Linked DNA regions of Muntiacus reevesi: region 1 is linked to region 2. Evidence: chromatin contacts called from public Hi-C data. All regions are on one chromosome and are shown on one strand. Each heading gives the region's core, a stretch centred on a gene start, on an enhancer-like site or on the middle of the called end of the contact. The rest is flanking DNA. Distances are from core to core; before and after follow the strand shown. Region 1 holds the start of TMEM17 (transmembrane protein 17). Region 2 holds the start of EHBP1 (EH domain binding protein 1).

Region 1 (2,700 bases), core at 116-2,615, 170 kb after region 2:
ACATTGTGGTATGGTCATACCACAAGGAAAAAGAATCTATACTTCACAATATGAAGGACTTTCATAAGAATAATTTTGAAGGCAAAGAGTTAGTTTTTTAAAAAGCAATTATATGATTAGTTTTATGTAAAGAATAAAAATAGGCAAAAATCTTCTATGCTCAAGAAGTCAGGAAAGGTCTGTAAGTAGTGGAGGGTTAGTAACTATGGTGGAATAGGCAGGGGGAGCTCCTTGGGTGTGGGTAAGGTTCTGTTTCTTAATCTGGGTTCTGGTTACCTATATTCAGCTTATGCCCTTTTCTGTATATGTATTATACCTAAATAGTTTTTCTTAAAAAAAAATACATCTTATTGAGAGAAAGTTGAAAAATACATAAATGTTTTAAAATTTTCAAATCACCCACAATCTACTACCTAGAAATTACTATTAACATTTTGATTATTTCCTTCTAGTCTTTTTCTGAAGTCACAGTGCTTGTGGATCTCCTTCCCCTCTTTACTCCCCACATATTTACACCCACACACACACACACATTTTATTAAATTAGATTCACTCCCACTTAGTTCTACATCTAATTTTTTAATTTTTACTGAAAGTTAATCCGATAATCAAACATTCGTTGCAAGCATGTTTTCAAATTGTTGCAATGTAGTGCATCAAATATAAATATATATATATGGTGTGTAAGGGCTTCTCTGGTGGCTCAGCTGATAAAAAATCTGTCTGCAATGTGGGAGACCTGGGTTCGATCCATGGGTTGGGAAGATCCCCTGGAGAAGGGAAAGGCTACCCATTCCAGTATTCTGGCCTAGAGAATTCCATGGACTGTATAATCCATGGGGTCACAAAGAATCAGACACGACTGAGCGACTTTCACTTTCATGGTGTGTATATATAAAATATTCCTAATATATAATATATTCCTAGAAGACAGTATGTGTGAATATATAAGTACGTATATATATGGCATGTGTATATATAAAATATCCCTACTACATAACAACATATATTCCTAGAAAAGAGTACGTGTATATACACATACATATAAGCTACTGGGTCATGAATATTCTCTAAGCTCTGCATTCATTCTGTATTTCCTTCCAAACAGGTTGCATTGACAAGGTGTTAGAGCTCATATATCAAGATCCAACCCCAGGTTGCTTATAATGATTCGTTGTTAAAAGGGTGGAACTTAAAACAAGACTAAGGAATCTGCGATTTGCACCCATCTGACGCGCTCCACAGGAATGTGTCCCCCTCATTCCTTTCAGTTCCAGGGGTCCCTGCGCCTCGGCCCCGCAGTGCATCCGCGCCTGCGCCGGAGCCCCAGCGCCACCCGCCTCTCGGTTGCCGTGGGAACAGCTGAGCACTGCAGCGCCCGGAGACCTAGCAGTGAGCGGTACCGAGCCCCCGGCATGGAGCTGCCGGATCCGGTCCGCCAGCGGCTGGGAAACTTCAGCCGGACCGTGTTCAGCGACTCCAACCGGACCGGTCCGGAGTATAACGAGGGTCCGGGTGAGTGGCCGAGGCCCAGCGCAGGGCGTGTGGCCCGCGGAGGACCTGGCGCGGGGTTTGGAATGGCCAAATTTTGCCCAAACCTAAGATGGCGGTTTGGCCTTCAGCTGGTTCTCCGCAGTGCGGGAAACGCCCTGGAGGAGGGGCCGGGCCGCTGGCTGGGACCGGGACCAGATACACGGACTCTGATACGAGCTGGTCCCGGGCTGATTATGCTGCAACCTAACCGGCCAGTTGCAAGAGGGGCGGCTGAGGTGGCGCTGGCATTCTTCAAAAAATAAATAATATAAAGCCACCTTCGCAACCCGCGTCCGGTGCCTTGCGTCCGAGAAGGCTGAGAAGGCCGACTTCTTTGCTTTTCCTCTACGGCCTCCGCCCTGGCTTTTCTGCCCTGAATGGAGTGAAAAGAGCCCACGCAATCTCCCCTTCCACTCCTCCCCCCTCCCCCCCGCACCCCGGTAAAATATCTTTTCCTTTTCTTCTTTCCTAGCAGAACAGGTACTTGCCACAAGTCCATTTTCTGGCAGAAAACATAGAAGGTGTTTTTTTTTTTTTTTTTTTTTTAATGAGTTATTTTAAACGTTCTCCAATCCGGAATGGCAGCTGCCACACTAGCGGCGCCTTTAACAAAACTCGCCGTCTCCCCACTTTCTCCTTCCCCTCCCCTGTATATATATAACTCTTGACCCAAATCAAGTAACAAAATACCACGATGCTGCATTTGATGTGACAAGTGACAACGCAGTTTTCTGCAAAACAGTTTAACCCTCTTAAAATAATGATGATAGACAACATACTGTCAACCACACTCACGCATCTTTTATCACTGAACTGTGCTGGGAAATAGAAATCTTTTCCTCTTGCTTGGTTCAGGGATTTTTTCAAAGGGAACAGAGAAAAGTCATTTCCCACCGTTTCAATTTTTTACCCTAACCACTTGCCTGTCCTCCCAGTTTAAGGCTAGTTACGATTTAGGATGTACAGAGAAAAACATAATGTGAAAAATTAGGTTATTACGTTTCTGATTATAAAGCCAGGGCTTAACAGGCGCTAAAATCTGATGATGTAAAGTATCAGGGGTTTTCTGTAAAGGGCCGGATAGTAAATACTTAATACCGTCCAGGCCATAGGTCTCTGTGGCAGTTATAGATAATGATAATGGAATAGACATGGCAGTGTTCCAAT
Region 2 (2,822 bases), core at 274-2,773:
TCCGCTGTCAGAAGCAGCAGGGTTTAGGCCACAGCACAGCGAACTCTACACCCAGGCACTCTTACCATTTCTTGGTACATTCAACCATCAGTTCCTGGTAGGAGGCCACAAACTGGAACTTGGATGCGTGTTTTCCCACACGCTGTAGTCTCTTCCAAACTGAAGCCATGATGATCAGTCAAAACAGTGGAGCAGTTCTGGGTGAGCAACACAGCAGCTTTAACAAAGCAGAAGGTCCAAAGCAAAGGAGCTTTGCATGTATGTGTGTACTTTAAAAAACTCAACTACAACTTAAAATGATGTTTGGGGTCCATAAAGTCTTCTCCCTGTTTCACAGGGTAAATCCCATCCTAGATGAATGGCCCAGTCAAGAAGAGTATCACACACATGACAGGATGAGTGAGAGGAGGTTCCCTCATGGAGACATCACCATTCCACCTCGGGTCTATATGATATGTATTCTGGAGGACTGAAAAGCAAAACAAAGAGAAAAAATATGAGAAGAGAAGCATAAGAAGTGACTAACCACCCACGTCAGATAACACTGCAACAGACGACCCCAGTTCTCCAGCATGTTTTTCAAACAATGAAACAAAACACTAACCTCAAAAGCCAGTAACGTCAAGGATGCAAGACACCAAGGAAGAAATTGCAACTCACACCACAGACGTGGAGCAACACATCAGGTAATCAGCATCAACAATTGAGAGGCGAAAGCCGGGGCCCTACCTCCTCCTCCTAGCATCACAGAAGGGAGAGCAGAGCGGGAAAGTCTAGAGATGCTGCTCAATGTCCACCGCCAGTCAGAGGAAGGAGTGGAATATTTTTAAATAAACTTTATTTTTCAGGTGATAATTAATAGCTCTAAGTCCTAAAATAAGTGCGTGGAGCAAATTAAGGAGCGGGGACGAATGCTGCTGCTGAGTCGGAGGGGGAAATGGATGGGAAAAGAGGAGTGGAGGGAAATCTCAAGACAGAGACAGGGCAGTGTCCCGGCTCCAGGCCACTTGGGCTCTCATTCACCTTCGCTGCCAACCGGAGGGAAATGGAAACTCCTGCCTGGGCGTGAAGCAATGACCAAAGGGGCAAGTGCACGGTGCGGGGTGCGGTGCCTCCCTCCCCCATCCCCAGGGAAGAGTCCGCCGGAGCCTCCTCTCCTCCCGCACACAGCCCAGACCCCTGCCCCCAGCGGAGGCAGGCGGTGGCTCGCCCGCAGTCTCTGTCACCCAGGCGATGCCAGCAGACCCCAGCCCGGTACCCGAGTCCCGGCCCCGCAGCACGTCCACTCCCGCCCCCTCCTCACACCTCTAATCCCGCTGTCGGGCTGAGTCTGGCCCGGTTCCCTCCTCAGCGCCGCTCCTCCGTCGCCGCCGCAGCAGAAGCCGCCGCCGCCGCCACCGAGTCCTCCATCCCCGCCGGAGCCACATGGAACAGCCGAGCCAGCAGCGGCGCTCCCGGGAGCCGGGGTCTGCAGCCCCTCAGGCGGACAGCGCGCCTCACGCCCGCCCCCTCCCGGACGCAGTAGCCCCGCGACCGTCCCCCACCCTACAAAACCCTGCCAGAGCCGCCGCTCAGCGCCCAGCACCCCCTCCCCCGCCTTTCTCCTCCGCCACCATCATCATTACCTCCCCCGCCGCACCTCTCACACTAACCCTACCCACGGCGGCTCAACCTCCGTCCGCCCCGCCGCCATTGGCTGGGCCCGGCGCTTGCCCCGCCCACCTCGGCGACCGGGCCTTTGAGGGGCAGGGGCGCCTCATTGGCCGAGCAGGATGCCCATCACAGAGCTCCACCCTCCCCTAGTTCTGGAGGTGTTTTTCCGCCAGGCGGAACGCGGCGTACAATCTACCCTTCTTTAAAAAAAAAAAAAAAAAAAAATTGGAACCCTCTACGGACAATCCCTCCCATTCCTCTGATTGGCTTCAAGAGGGAAGAGCTAGGTGGGAGGAGGGAAGAGTGTTTATAGTGATCTGGAAGGTGGTTGCTGAAGGTGGATGTCGGTCAAAGGTGCTGGGCGGGGTTTATAGCTGGAGTCAGAGCAGAGCCCGGGACTGGCTTCTCTGCAGCTGTGAGCTGTGGAGCTGCTGTGGTTTTCTCTCCTCTTCTCTCCTATCCCCACCCTAGGAGTTGGGTGTGCCCTCTCTGCCACTCGCTGCTAGGGTGTTTGCGCACAGAGCCTTGGTTTAACCTCCTGGGATTTTTCCTCTGACCAACTGTAATGACCTAGCCAAGCCCCTACCAAACATTAGATCTGGTAGTCCTTAATGAACCAGATTCAATAACCAAAAGTGAAGTAGCTCAGTCGTGTCCGACTCTTTGCGACACCGTAGACTGTAGCCTACCAGGCTCCTCCGTCCATGGGATTCTCCTCCAGGCAAGAATACTGGAGTGGGTTGCCATTTCCTTTTCCAGGGGATCTTCCCGACCCAGGGATCAAACCCGGGTCTCCCGCATTGCAGGGAGACGCTTTACCCACTGAGCCACCAGGGACATAAAATGTTTATACTGCGATTTCTTCTTGTTATAATTCTTAAACGTTTTTATGAATCCTAGTTTCTCCTCTTCGCTATCGATCTTTTTCTCTCTCTCTTATAGATGAGTTTCGGAGGGTTAGCATATAAAAAGAGTGGTTATGGGCAAAGGAGAGGATGAAATAACCTAAGAAGAGTGTCAGGGCAGGGGCATTTAACCTTGTTAAAGGAGCCAAGGACCCTTTTGAGAACGGTGATGAAAGGTATAGATATTTTACCGAGGAGAAATAGATCCTATCCTAAGACAAATATTTGCTTTCAATTTTAGGTACTCCACAGACCTCCGGTTTA

Evidence for each region. Hi-C and Micro-C count contacts between places; a contact is called where the count stands out from the background.
Region 1: a Hi-C map of muscle shows a contact between it and region 2, with 2.9 times the contacts expected there. The contact joins the promoter of TMEM17 here to the promoter of EHBP1 in region 2. A contact is called at or near these places in 2 of 3 Hi-C or Micro-C datasets (blood and muscle).

The regions. Positions count from the first base shown.
Region 1 is chr3:43,764,281-43,766,980 of mMunRee1.1, forward strand. It overlaps TMEM17 (transmembrane protein 17), which reads left to right and starts at 1,366. Exons shown (of 4, transcript XM_065927260.1): 1 at 1,366-1,515. The coding sequence starts at 1,416.
Region 2 is chr3:43,598,113-43,600,934 of mMunRee1.1, forward strand. EHBP1 (EH domain binding protein 1) reads right to left here and starts at 1,524. Exons shown (of 22, transcript XR_010662331.1): 1 at 1,306-1,524; 2 at 66-469.